2 separate regions of the Rattus norvegicus genome follow, and region 1 is linked to region 2. A link is a contact called in public Hi-C data. All regions are on one chromosome and are shown on one strand. Each heading gives the region's core, a stretch centred on a gene start, on an enhancer-like site or on the middle of the called end of the contact. The rest is flanking DNA. Distances are from core to core; before and after follow the strand shown. Region 1 has its middle 12 kb from the start of Pdia6. Region 2 holds the start of Kcnf1 (potassium voltage-gated channel modifier subfamily F member 1).

Region 1 (7,152 bases), core at 2,468-4,967, 86 kb after region 2:
GCCATGCCAGCACCATGGAGCTGTTGTGATTGAAGAGTCCATGAAGCCCAGCCCCTAGCAGGTGCAATGCATATCAGCAAACATAGTGATGACTGGGGAGCTGGAATGATTCTTAAAGGTCTCCTGGATGAGACTGGCTCCACTGACCTCAGGGTCCAGGCAGCAGTAGGAATGTCCCCCAAAGGGTACAGCTGCAACCTTGTCTTCTGAAGCCGTCACATCTTACACAGGCTCTCTCCACAGAGGGCTGGATCTCTCCAGAAGGGTCAACTCTCCTCCTTCCCAGAGGCTGGGATATCTGACCCAAGACTCTCAGCCAGACCCTTCTGTACTTAGGACCAGTCCATCCCTGAACCTTTTGGGTCTTTTTCTAGCTGCTGACCAGAAGCCAAATGGATCGTGTCCTTAAGGACAGGATACCGGGGATGCCTCCAACTACTTTCCGAGGAAACACCCTTCCATTATTAAGAGGCGAATACCCTTGTGGGTAATCATGAGAAGTGAATCAGACCCACATAAAGCTGTGGCTCCCATTCCTGTGTTCCTGACCCTGATCCTGAGCTCCCAGAACTTGTGGCAGGCTCTGCTCTAGCACTGTGCCGTGCGGTGTGCCGTGGGATGGCAGGTGTCAGAGATCCTCTAACCTCCTCAGCTATTGGATCCCCTGAGCCTAAGGGTGAGAGGCCAGGGTCCCCACTGGTTAGGCCCCATGTGGGCAGCAGAGAGGGCCATGCCACAAAAAAGGGACAAAGTGAAGGCCGCAGGAAGTTCTCAAGATAGAGTACCAGGCCTGGTGGCCCTCCATGACAGTGACATCAGGGTGCAGCAGAAAGGACAGAATTTCCAAAAGCAGAGAGCAGTACCTTAGGAATGACGGCATGACTTCGAGCACACCATTCAAGGTCTCTGTGCCTCTCTTCACTCACCCGTATAGCGTGAATAATAGTGATCCTATGGGGGAAAAAGACAGATCAGAGCAGGAGACATATAGTGGGGCTAAATACTACGTAGTTCATCGTACCATATTAAGTGTGCGCAGCCATGAGAACAGCACGGCTCTTGCCCTCTCATTTGTGCTCCTCACCTCTCTTGTCACCTCTGCCAGTTGTCACTTCATTAACCCTTCAAATGCACCCTTTCTTCACCTGCTGTAGGATGCTGGAGTTGGGTCCCTTGAACCTTCCCCTTTGCCTGCCGGTGCAATGCTAGGTTTTGTCTGTAGAGGGCGGTGAAGAGAGACCACCCGGTCTTGGAGGAGGGATGAGCGGCTCTCCCTGGTGCCTGGTAGGAAAAGCCACAATTTCTCCCCAGCACAGGGGCTAGCAGGATGATGCTGGAGCACTAGCAAATCTGGCAAGTCACTCCTTCCTCATGGTAACCCTTCAGATGGGGACTGCTACCATCTCCACAGGACAGACCACAAGGTGTGTAGGCACAGGAGAGCTACAAAAGCTGCCGGGGGCTTCCTGATCTTGAGTAAAAGAATTCAGGGCAACCTGGTCTTGATTGCAGGCTCTAAAGTTTGCCTGACCTACAGAAAGCCCCCATGGCTTTCTGGAAGTCCTATTACCTGAGGGAACTCACCATCCAAGTGGGACCGACTGCTTTCGGTGCAGCCTGGGAGGCTAGCTGAGGTGGACCCCTGTGGTTCAACAGAATAGACACAAACACATTAGAATTGGCAATGTTCCTTGCTGTCCTCCCACAGGGCGAGTTCACACTATAATCAAACAGTGTAAATTTAATTCCCTTATCTCTTCTAGAGTCTGCTGTGCAGGTTATGTTTAAAGCATGGCAGGAAGAAATCCATCTCCTTTGTGGTTTTTTAAAAAGACAGCCTTAGGCCAAGGGAATGTTGTCCATCATCCAGTGAGCCTATATTTTCAGACGCCCTGGGTCCTGGGTCCATGACCAGCATTTGGGAACTGAGGAAGACTTCACTTCTCAGAGCCTGTCTGAAGGAATGAGAGACAAGGCCATAGGGTCAATGTCTACCAGTGGTCCGTTATAGATTATTGTGTGTGGAGTGGGGCGGGGAGATCCAGAAGGCTCCAGAATGTTCCCTGCCAATTACGAGTATTTTTTTTTCTCTGAAGCACAGTGCTGAGGGCAGCGTCCCTGGCCCACATAGAGCACTTGCTTTTGATCTAGCATGAGATACTTTTACATTTTAAATCACAGATCACAAGTGGAGCCCCAAAAGCACCCGGAGGAGCTAGCTGTCTTGCTTTGAAAGCCTGCCGCCCGAGGCTGCCAAACATAGACAATTCAGTGGGGACTTTTCTCCCAGATCTGTGCTGTGCTCGCTGTGTAAGCTGCTGGGATTTTGGGACAGTGGGTAGAAAATTCCTAAGCTGCTGGAATTTTGGGACAGTGGGTAGAAAATTCCTAATGCCCAGTTTAATCCGCCTTCAGAAGTGTGCGGAGGTTGGAAAGGGGGAGGAGTTTATTTTGGGATTCAGTTTCCCTGCGGCAGCATCAAAGGGTCATGAAATAGACGCTCTCATGAAAACTTGAGAGAGCAGGTGTTTCTACAAGTAGAGAGACCCAGGTGTGACAAACCAGGTCCTGACGCCTGGTGGTGTCGCGCCTCGGGGATATCACTTCACCGGTCTAACCTTCATTCCCACGTCTTTTATGCCACGGAATACATTGTGTGCCAGGCACTCCACCCAGGGACACACGTGAGTGTTCTGCTTACCCTTCCTGAGCTCTGACCATCCATTCCTGTGAGAAGGGTGTGTCTACACTCATGGGTGCAGGTACACCAGCATTCCTGGAATTTCTAAGAGACCGAAACATAGCCTAGATGGTGGTGACCTTGTCCTCTCTTCCCGACGGAATTAGAAGGACATGCCCTCTGGGGTTCCTGCAATGACCAACTAGAAGTCCCAGGGTGAAGTGGGAGTGGAAGTGAGCGCGTGTGTGCGCGCGCACGTGCGTGTACACACACACACACACACACACACACCAGCTAAAAACCAGCCTGGTCTCATTCCAAGGGGAGGTAACTGCAGAGGGAGAGGATGTGGGAGGAGAAAGTTGCTTCTGAGTGTGTCTGGTGCAGCTTGATGTCTGCCCCTCTGTGAAGCTGGCCTATCAGAAGCTGAGTGGGTAGGGCAATAGCCTCAGCTGTCCTAAATATATAGCCAGGGTCTGCGTCTGACCTTGCCCCAAGAGGGTGAAGGGGATGTCTAGGGGTGCTATACCCCGGGAGAATGAGGACTCCTGGGTTCTTTCCATACCCTCAAACCACCCATGCCCTCACTCTCTTGCTGTATTCTCTCCCCTCACCCACTCTCCACAATCTTACATGAAAAGTTACCCAGAGAGCTGGTGTTCTGGGAACACCTCTCCCCCAGGACTCTGACTCCCATGTCTCTGGGTTTCTGTAACTACAGGGGGTCAGATAAACCCTAGATTAGAGTCTACCTTACATTTCCTGGGTCCCCAAGATGGCCCTGGACATCTCAGTTTCTCCTCACAGCTCCTTGCTCTATTCTTGACCTTTCCAGCCACCCTCTCCTCCTGACAGGATGCCTCATCTCCCCTGGACCCAGCTTCCAGATCCTACGACACTGAAGAAGATGCTGACAATAGAATTCAGCCAAGCCAGGACGCTGAGGTTGAGACCACACTGTGTAGCATAAATGGTTTGAAATCTCTACCACAGCATCTATTCTATGACGTAAATATTTTATTAAAGCCTGGCACGCAAAGAAAAATGTGCACCAGTCATGGGCAGACAGTCCAGTTTCCACAAGCAGATCGGGCTGAGTAACAAAGCAAGCGGAAGCGCCTCCTGGTGGTCTGTCCCCGTCATTACTTCCTCCAGGGTATCTGCTTCAACTTCTCAGTTCGTCTCTGCTGGCTGTTTTGAGCACACGATTTGATAATGTTTCGCTGTCTGACTATCTGCTAACTTGCTAGTTATTCTTTTACCCTGGGCTTGCTATATACTTAGTAAGTTCACTCATTCAACACCGGAAGTGTGACGATTGAAGATCATTCTCGGGATTGAACAGAACACCCCCACATCCAAGTCTCCCGAAGAAGGTGCCTGTGTGGGAAGGAAGCCTTCTCTGAAAGAAAAGAGGCTGTGTAGGGAAGGTCAAAGATGTTCCGTTATTAAAAGCTCTGAGTGGCTCCACAGCCGGAGGAGACAAGTTTTCCTTCTGCTCCTGCACAGTTAGACAGTCAAGGGGACACAGGGTAGCAGCCCCCTTCTAGCCTATTTGGTACAGGTGTGTGCATGTGGCCAGGTTTGTAGGTAGACCCTCTCAGTGGCTGCAGCACGAGTGGTGTGAGCCTCGTAAGAGCAGAAAGGCCAGCAGTTTCTCCCTAAGAGACACCCAAGCTAATTTCTCCCCCTTAGTGAACCGAAACGACTCTTAACAAAACCATTGTCCTTCCACAGGCTGGATGTGGGGTTCGAGATTTTAGGAAAAGCTCCTGAAATCAACCTAGGAAAAATCATTTGGAGAGGCCGATGAGATGGTTCAATCAGGACAGTGCTTGCTCTGTAAGCATGAGGCCCTGAGTTACGTCCCCAGAACCCACACCAAAATGCTAGTGTTTGTGTTGCATGCTTTGAAGCCCAACTCTGGGGAGACCAGAACAGATGGCTCACAAGGGCTGGCTTGCCTGCCAGTCTTTGATGAACTGGTGAGCTCCAGGCCAACAAGAGATAGTATTTCTGAGGACACTAGAGGTTATTCTCTGGACTCCGAATCCACACACACGAATACACATGTGCCTGAATTTAGAAGAAGGATGTGGGGCCGTGAGGTAGCTCAGGAGGTAAAGGTGCTGCAAAGACCTGAGTTCAATCCCCAAGACCCAAAAGGTAGGAGAGAATCAACTCCCCAAAGTTCAAAAGTTGTGCTTCAACCTCCATGCACATTCTCTGGCCCATGTGTACCCACACACACATACACGCAAACAAACAGGCAAGCAAGCAAGCAAACAAGTATAATTATGTTTTAAATGAAAGAAAAGGAAAAATCAACTGTTCTTCCTAATGATGTTCCCGGGGCTCTGCAAAAGGCAAGGCGTGAAACTTTCCTGCATAGGGTACTTGGCGCCACCTAGTGGTCTTTATGATTATACCACCAGTGCGATACCTCCCCCAGCCGGTTCCTTTCCCTCCTCCTTTGAGAAGGGAGAACCCCCGCTCTAGGTATCACCTCCCTATCCACACCCTTCCGTTCCCCCAGAACCCCCCAGCCCTGGCTCATCAGGTTGCTGCAGGACTAGGTAAATACTCTCCCACTGAGGTCAGGAAAAGTAGTCCATTTAAGGAAACGGGCTCCGCAGGCAGGCAAGCAAGCAACGGATTCAGGGAGAAGCCCCGCTCCCGTTGTTGAGGACCGAGCTGCTTGTTTGCTACATATGTGCAGGAGGCCTAGGTCCAGCCCGTGCTCGCTCTTTGGTTGGTGATTCAGAAGGAGGGACGCTTTCTGAAAGAGGTGACAGGTTAACATCTGGGCTTACATTTAAAAGATTAATGAGAGTCAGCCGAGGGCAAGGAGGGGCCCAGCAGCTATATTGGAACAGACAAAGAGGGCTTCCTTTCAAGACTTCAGAAGGACCCTTGGCTGAGGTTGGCAGCTTTCCCTCAATGAAGCAACCAAGCCACAGAAAATGGTGTGTGCCCTTCCAGATGGCCTGAAGGCCCATTTAGCCAGACTTCTCAGCTTCAAAAGACTCCATGGTTCATCTGTTCCAAGTGAGAGCGTGGAAACACAAGGACAAACTGGCAGAGTGGAAAGAGGCCAGTTGACTGTGCTCCTATGGATTGGTGTCCCCGGCAGGTCACCTGGTTTGCTTTCTGCAACTGTCTTTTTTTTTTTTTTTTTTTTTTGGACTGGACACTCAGATAAAAAACCCATCCCTTTCATTTAAAGAACCGATTCTGCTCAAAATAAACACAGAATCTATCATGGGACTGGGTATAGCTCAGCTCTTGCCATGGGTTTAATCCCCAGAGCACAAAATAAAGCAGTCATAACCTTTACCATACTTTGGCATACTTTTAGTGATTAGAATGTTAAAAAAAAAAATAAAACAAGGGTAGGGCAAGGTCTCCCTCAATCTCCAGAAAGTCCCGGGGAAGTTACAAGGGAAAGAAACAGAAATGGAGGAGGGAGCCTTTGAAGTGTCGAGGCTAGAAATGTCAAAAGATTTATGAGGTTTGTGGTGATTTGGCTTTTGTTGTTGTTATTGTTTAGAAGTTCTTTCTAATTACATGTGTGTATATTTGTATTGTTTATGTGTATGAATGTGAATATGTGTACATGTATGTATATGCGTGTGTGTATGTTTTTGTGTGCATATGTATGTGTCTGTGTGTTTTGTGTGTATATGTATGTATATGCATGTAGGGATGTGTGTCTGTGTTGTGTGTGTGTGTTTTGTGTGTTTGTGTGTATGTACGTGCATGTACGTGTGTATGTGTGTGTGTGTGTGAGAAAGAGAGAGAGAGAGAGAGAGAGAGAGAGAGAGAGAGAGAGAGAGCGCATGCCTGTGGAGGACTGAAAATAACTTTCAGGAGTTCTCTCCTTCCTTTCTGAAAGCCCCAGTTGAATAGCCTTTCAGAAAATGCTTTTGCTCTTTGAGAAGTCCTATTGGTCCCTGTTTTTGTAATTTTTGTCTTTTTTGAGACAAGGTCTACCTATGTAGTTCTGGCTGGCCAGGTACTGAATATATAGACCAGTATGCCTGGCTCAGTTTTTGTTTTCTGTTTTGTTTTGTTTTGTTTTGACAGGATCACAGATAGCCAGGCTAGCCTCCAGCTTACTAGGTAGCCAAGAATGACCTTGGAGTCCTGATCCTCCTGCCTCCACCTCCTGAGTGCTAGGATATAGGCATGTGTCACCCTGCCTGGGTTTGTGTGATGCTGGTGGTCCAACCCAGGCCTTCCTGCATGCTAGGCAAGCACTCTGACAACTGAAGCAGAATTTGTCCGCATAGGAAGGAGAAAGATCTGCTAATGTTTCAGCTCTGTGAACAGGGAAGAAAATGATGTGTAATGCACTGTATCTCTGACACGAGTTAGATCCTGATACATCAGGATCTTTTGTTTGCAAAGCTCAAAGTCAACATCCTGGTTGTTGTGGCTTTTGGCAAAGATCCAGGCCATGGCAGGGAAAA
Region 2 (6,397 bases), core at 3,514-6,013:
GAGGAAGTCACTCAGGTTCCTTTGTCCATCTGGTCTACCTCAACTCCTCGACTGTGTCTTATACCTCCTTAGCCATTACTAGCAATCCCAAAATACACAAACAGTCAGGTTAGTTCCAATAACACTTTATTTATGGACAACAAATTTTGAATGTAAAGTACTATTCACGAATCACAAAATGTTATTCCTTTGAGTTTTTCTCTCCTTCTTCTTCAATCATTTAAAAATATAAAACCTATTCTGAAGTCACGGGTTGTGCAAAAACAGGTGGTCCACCAGGTCTGGCTCCAGGCTACAGTTTACAGGTTTATTCTGATTGTTCAAAGCCGTTCTGTGGACTAGCAGCCCCAGGCTCCAGTGGCACCTGGAAGCTTGTTGAGAAAGAATATCTTTTTTTCAGCTCTACAGATGCAAAACCTGGATTTAACCCAATCACCATGACTCATGTGTACTTTAAGTTATAAAAATACTGACACTGAAGGGTCATATTAGACATTCTAATTCACAATGGGATGTAGCCTGGACACCAAGCTTTCAAAACTCCCACCCAACCCCAGTTGGTTCTAAGGTTCTTGAAACCCAGAGATCTCCTAGGGAATGTCCTGGCTCTCAGAACATCCAGACCACTCCTCTATGACAAAGCAAATCACTGTGTAAGGATCACTGTCAGTCACTGAGTACTTCTGGGACCAGTGTCCCACTGGATCCTAGACTGTGGAGATCTCACAGATGGCTCATTTCTCTGGGCTTGGTCTTTCACCCCTAAACCAGCAAAAGATGCTTTGGAGCTCTGAGTATTCTTCCTTGTAATCCCCCATCTCCATCTCACGTACCACTGACCCAGAAGGCAGGGAACACAGAAAGATGGCCTTCTGTCCCAAGATTACCCAGCTCTCTTTAAACTCTGAACTTCTCCCTCTTCTTGGGGACTCTGAGTTCTTAGGATGGTACCCACATCCTAGCTTCCCAAGGATTCTGGATAAAGGGGACAAAGGCAAACCAACCTTTCAGCAAATCTACTGAGCTCCAAGAACCCTGCCCTACCCTATCTAGAGTCTATACTTCCTCAGACCCCAACTTCTTTCTCTGCTTTTGATATTCTCAGGACCTTGTGTCAGCCTGAGAAATGTGAAGAGGAGGCTACACCAGTTTGGAGCAGCCAGTGCCTTAGCCAGCTTGACCACAAGTGCTAAAAGACCTTCAGAGTCCTAAGTGAGAGGGCTGGAGGGACATGGGGCAGTCCTTGTGTCCCCTCGGATGACCACTAACATCACTGCCTCATGGGCCATCTACCTCAGGTCTAATCCCAAGTATCTTAACACTGAAGCCACAAAGTGAGCCTGTACCCTAAAGATAGAACCTCGACTTTCAAGACTTCCCCCTCCAAACGACAACCTCCCACCTCCTGAAGACACTGCCATACGAATCAGAAGCCCAAACCTTGGAAATTCTGGAAAGGTAGACTTAGAAGGTGCCCTGAAAAACCAGCTCTCCTCATACTTCTGGGGAAATCTGTGCTCAGGGAAGAGAAAGGAGCCACCCAGAGTGGAGGCAGATGGAAGATACCTCTATCCCTCCCTTTATACATTCTACCTCCTACTCCACCACAGTGTTCCTTCCTTGGTGCCCCCACAGCTGGGGTAGGGTGTTGGGGTGAAGAACAAGGCTCTAAGGTGGAAACCCCGAAGGGTTAGGCTCTCAGGCTCAGTTTAGCCTTTGGCCAAGAACAGCACTATAGTGTCGTGCCTGTCCTTTAACTGCTCTTGTGCCCAGCCAGCCCAGCCCAGCAGAGACCCCAGTGGGCAGGTGTGCAACTTGCCCCTTCCTAGCCTAGAACGATAGAAACAGCTGTGACTGTTTCCCCTTCAATAAATGACTGAGCCACCCTAATGCCAAGAGCTGAACTAAGAACTGTGATTCTCTGAGGTTTCCCTCATACACAGATCACTGAGGAATTTAGACCCTCCCTTATAAGACTCCCCAAATGTCTCTGCCCTAATACAGCCTGTTGTTGGAGAGACCACATGGGGATAATCAGAACCAGGGCTGAATTTCTCCTCTGTTTGATCCTGAGCCTCAGTTTTTTTTTTTACCTGTAAAATGGGGATGCCTGTCTACCAGGGTAGCTGGAAAGGAAAAAGGGGTGTGTGAAAAGGCCTACTCCACAGGTGGCAACTATGAGTTAGGTGCCCCACCAGTGGGCTCTGTCACCTCTCCTTCCTTCCCGAGCCTCAGTGAGGCAGCTTTCCCACAGAAGGAAGCAGGAGAGTGTCTCCTGGAATGTGGCAAGGCGCCTTGGAGCTGAACCCTGCCTTGCAGCCCTTCTTTAATTAGCTCTCAACTAAAAATAGCTACCCCCACTCCCTCTGGAGCTGCACACCTCCTTCCTGGCCTGGCACTAGGGTGTGCAGTAGTCACTCTTGGGGTAACCAGCCTGAGACAACCCACAGCATGGAGGGTATGCTGGATAGGAGGTTTTATTGAAGGGGACACAGAAGCAGATAAGGGCTCATGCCAGGCCATTCTGATAGCCCCAAGTGGCCCTGTGACTCCTGCACTCCCCAGACCCCCTGCACCTGGACAGCTGGCACCCAAGGAGTCTTACCCAGTCTTGGCAAAGGTCTGCTCAGGGGAGGGCTGGAAGACACAAGCGACTCCTCTGAAACCATAGACATGCCTACTAACATGTCTACCCAATGGTTTGTCCATCCACAGCCCAGTCTTGTCCCTGCCAGGGAGCCCAGCCATCACTTGCAGCTCTGTAGCCGGGTCCTATGATGCTTCTCCTCTGTCAGCAGGGGAATGAAGGTATCGCTGTGTGAGAGCTTCAGCCGGCTACCCCAACTTGGCCCCTCCCTGGCAGCAGGCTCTGGGGGCAGGGTGTCCAGGTCGCTGCGAGAGCCCCCGGGCTTGCTTTCTGCGCTGCTGGAGTTGAGCTCCATCAGCTCCAGCTCATGCTTGGCTGCCGTCTCCAGGACACGTTGTTTGTTGTAGTACCTGACAAAGTTGTTAATGATGGGGTGAATGGGCAAGGCAATGGCAATTACCCCACACAAGAAGCTGATGGCCGCGTTGAGCTTGCCCAGAGTGGTCTTGGGGTAGATGTCGCCATAGCCCACTGTGGTCATGGTGATGATAGCCCACCAGAAGGACTGGGGGATGCTCTTGAACAGAGTTTCAGGGTGGCTCTGCTCCATGGTGTAGCCTAGTGCGGAGAAGACGAAGATGCCCACGGCCAGGTACATAAGCAATAGCCCCAGTTCCTTGAAACTGCGCTTGAGAGCGTAGGTGAGGGTCTGCAGGCCTGAGGAGTGGCGGGCTAGCTTGAAGATGCGTGCGATGCGCATGATCCTTAGGGCCTGCACAGCCTGCTGCACGTTGGTCAGTTCCATCATTCTTGCACCCAGATGCGTGAGTGTGAGGCTCACATAGAAGGGGAGAATGGCCAGCACATCCACAATGTTCATGAAGGACAGGGCAAAGTGCAGCTTGTTGGGCGATGAGAAGAGGCGCAGCAGGTACTCCAGAGTGAACCAGCCGATGCAAGCAGTCTCCACGTTCTCCAGCGTCGGGTGCTCTACGCGGTTGCCTTCAGAGTCCACCACTTGCAGCTCAGGTATGGTGCCCATGCACATGACCACGGAGGAGACAAGGATGAGCAAAAAGGATAGAACTGCCACCACCCGCGCTGGGCACGAAGACTCCGGCTTCTCCAGGAACTTCCAGACACACTTCTGGCAGCGGCGCCAGCGGCCCTCGGCAGCGTCTACACCCAGGTCGTCCAAGATGAGCTGCACCCTGCGCGCGATTTCCTCCAGTTCCTCGCGCTTCTCACTCAGATGGCTCTTGCAACAGTCATCCAGGAATTTGAGGTCCACCTTCCAGAAGTCCATCTCGTTCTTGAAGCAGATAGGGCAGATGCCTTTCTTCATGTGGACCTCACCGAAATAGTATACTTCAATGACACACTTGAACGCGTCCGGGTCCCGATCAAAGTAGAATTCGCGCTTGCCTGGGTCGTAATCATCGCACAGAGAGAAGATGGTGTCGTAGCCCCCCGCCAAGCAGTTGATGAGCTCTGCCAGCCGCGTCTCGGGATACTGGCTGAGCAGGTCTCCATAGAGCACCTGCCGCACGCCCCCCACATTTACCACGATCTCAATGTCATCGCCTGCCACAGAGTCCTGGCTGCCTGGCTCTGGGAGGCTTTGCTCCGCAGATGCGTCCATGCTCCTGGTGGGTTCGCTTGCAAGCCCCGGTTCCATGCTCCCTGCGCAGCCGCTGCCAATGCGAGGCCCTCGGGGACAACAACCACCTGCCGGGAAAGGCACTCAGAACCGGCGGTGGCAGGCTGGGGCGCACCGTAAGGGAGCCATGCACCCAGTGGCGGGGCTGCACGCGGGCATCCAGGAGTGCTGGCGGGGGACTCTGCGGCCAGTGGCTTCGGCTTCGGTGTTGGGGACACTCACCCACGGGCTCCTTCAGGTCGGTCCGGGACAGGACGAGGTTTTTCTCGCAGGCAGCGTCCTCCTTCCCTGGATGAGCGGTGGCAGTGACGGGTCAGCCCCAGAGCTGCGCGATCTGGGCTGTACCGAGAGCTAACTTGGACTGGCTTTGCCGGAGCGGGTCCGAAACACAATAGGAATTCCAGCCTGACGTCAAACGCTTTGCTACTGTACCCTCTTCTGGTGAGATTTCGCACCGCACGCGCTGCAGCTGCCCAGGAATGAGTTAACCCTTGGGCAGACCTGCACAGCTGCTGCCATCGTGTCACCGGCACCAACCGCTGAACTGCGAGCTGAGAGGTTAGGACCAACAGCTTTAAGGCCACCGGGTTCAGGCTGCCAAGTCCTTCCTGCGCAGCCAGGTGAGAGGGGAAAGAGGCCCTCTGTCTGTTGTTCACCAAGTTCCTCAAGGGGCAGCTGTGCACTCCTTGGGCACATTCCTTCTGTCCTAGGCTTCCGTAGGCCCTGGAAGGGTCTCTGACACTCCCGAGCACTGCCCTGCTGGTGGTGGGACCTTATCCTCTACCACTACAACTTGTCCCAGACTTCACAATAAAAAGGAAATTGCTTCAGGTCACAAGATGAAAAGAGAGGAAGGCTTAGACATCCCTTAACCCAGGTTTTCCTGCTAGCCTAGCTGCCAGCTTCCAGCAGGCTAGCACCATTAGCTCCCATAGCCCAGGATGCCTGGGCCCCTGTGCCCACAATCCCCTCTACTCTGAGAGAAGTGAGTTCTTCCGGTTGGATGCCCCTATACTCCCTCTCATCTTTCCGGAGGCACAGAGCATCTCTGGTTCAGTTCCAGGTTCTTAACCACTAGCGTTATCAATCCTGATCCAGCTATGGCCTGGAATTGGGTTAAAAACATAAGCTGGGCTGAGATGTAACTCAGTCGGTAGAGTCCTTGCCTAACATGCACAAGGCCTGTGTTTGCTCTCCCATACCACATAAGCTGGGCTGCGGTACCTGTCCGTGATCCCGGCTTCCCTTACTTAACAAAGGAAGGCAAGAAGATCAGGAGTTCAAGGTTATCCTCTAGAGTTGGAAGCTATCCTGGACGATATCCCCTTACCCACCACGTGCACACAGAGTTGGAGAGATGAACAGGCAGAACCAGTAAGAGGAGGGGTGAATAGACAGTGGAGCCATTTTATTCTGTTTGACTGTATGGTTGCAAATATGTCATTCGCACTTGTCAAAACCCACAGTGCACAAAAGCAAGAGGGTGTCCTAAAGGACACTGTGGCCATGTGGGTGATTATAGATGCTCGGTCCCTGGAATTTCCTCAGTTGTGACAAGCATCCACTCCCACAGGGATGTTCACTGTGGGGGGAGGGTGCTGGTCATGGGGAAGTTGAAGAGACAGGGGTCTGGGAAATTGCATTTCTCTGTACAAATTTTCTATGGCTCCAGAACTGCTCATTGGAAAGGACTATTAAAATGTATTCGTATGCTGGATTTCTCTGCCATTCAAGACCATGCCTATTCTTGAGTCCTAAAGCTGCTATACAGGGCCACTAGTGGTATTTTCTTTAATGGGATGATATAAAAACTGGATGCTATGGAATGCAATACACAAGGTATTGTTGGGGAAATATCTTAACAATTTTGATTTTATTTCCTTAGCACCGGTCTATGGTGTCACTCAGAATAGGAACTTGAGTCTGAGAAAGGTTGGACAGCAATAACGGTTAACACTAATGTAAGAGCACTGGACACCTAGCACTCTGTGATATATATTTATATTATATGTATAGTATGTGATTAAATATATATGTGTATATATATATATATATATATATATATATATATACACACATATTCTCAGTCCCCAGCTGCTTAAGACATTAGTAGCTGCCACCATCACCCACTGCATTTGGGATCCGGGCTG

The links. A called contact is a pair of places that touch in the nucleus more often than the background predicts.
Region 1: a contact with region 2 is called in a Hi-C map of the A7r5 cell line, with 2.7 times the contacts expected there. The contact joins the enhancer-like site here to the promoter of Kcnf1 in region 2. A contact is called at or near these places in 5 of 12 Hi-C or Micro-C datasets (the A7r5 cell line, Schwann cells, frontal cortex and 2 more).

What each region holds. Positions count from the first base shown.
Region 1 is chr6:45,775,909-45,783,060 of GRCr8, forward strand. No RefSeq gene overlaps it. Among named protein-coding and RNA genes, the nearest start is that of Pdia6, 12 kb to the right of the region's middle. Within about 2 kb of position 3,718, at least 13 of the 93 cell types and tissues checked have an H3K27ac peak or open chromatin away from gene starts, as enhancers often do. A contact at or near this core is called in the A7r5 cell line, where this site is marked.
Region 2 is chr6:45,688,943-45,695,339 of GRCr8, forward strand. It overlaps Kcnf1 (potassium voltage-gated channel modifier subfamily F member 1), which reads right to left and starts at 4,764. Exons shown (of 1, transcript NM_001169104.1): 1 at 2,086-4,764. The coding sequence starts at 4,265. The coding sequence ends at 2,748.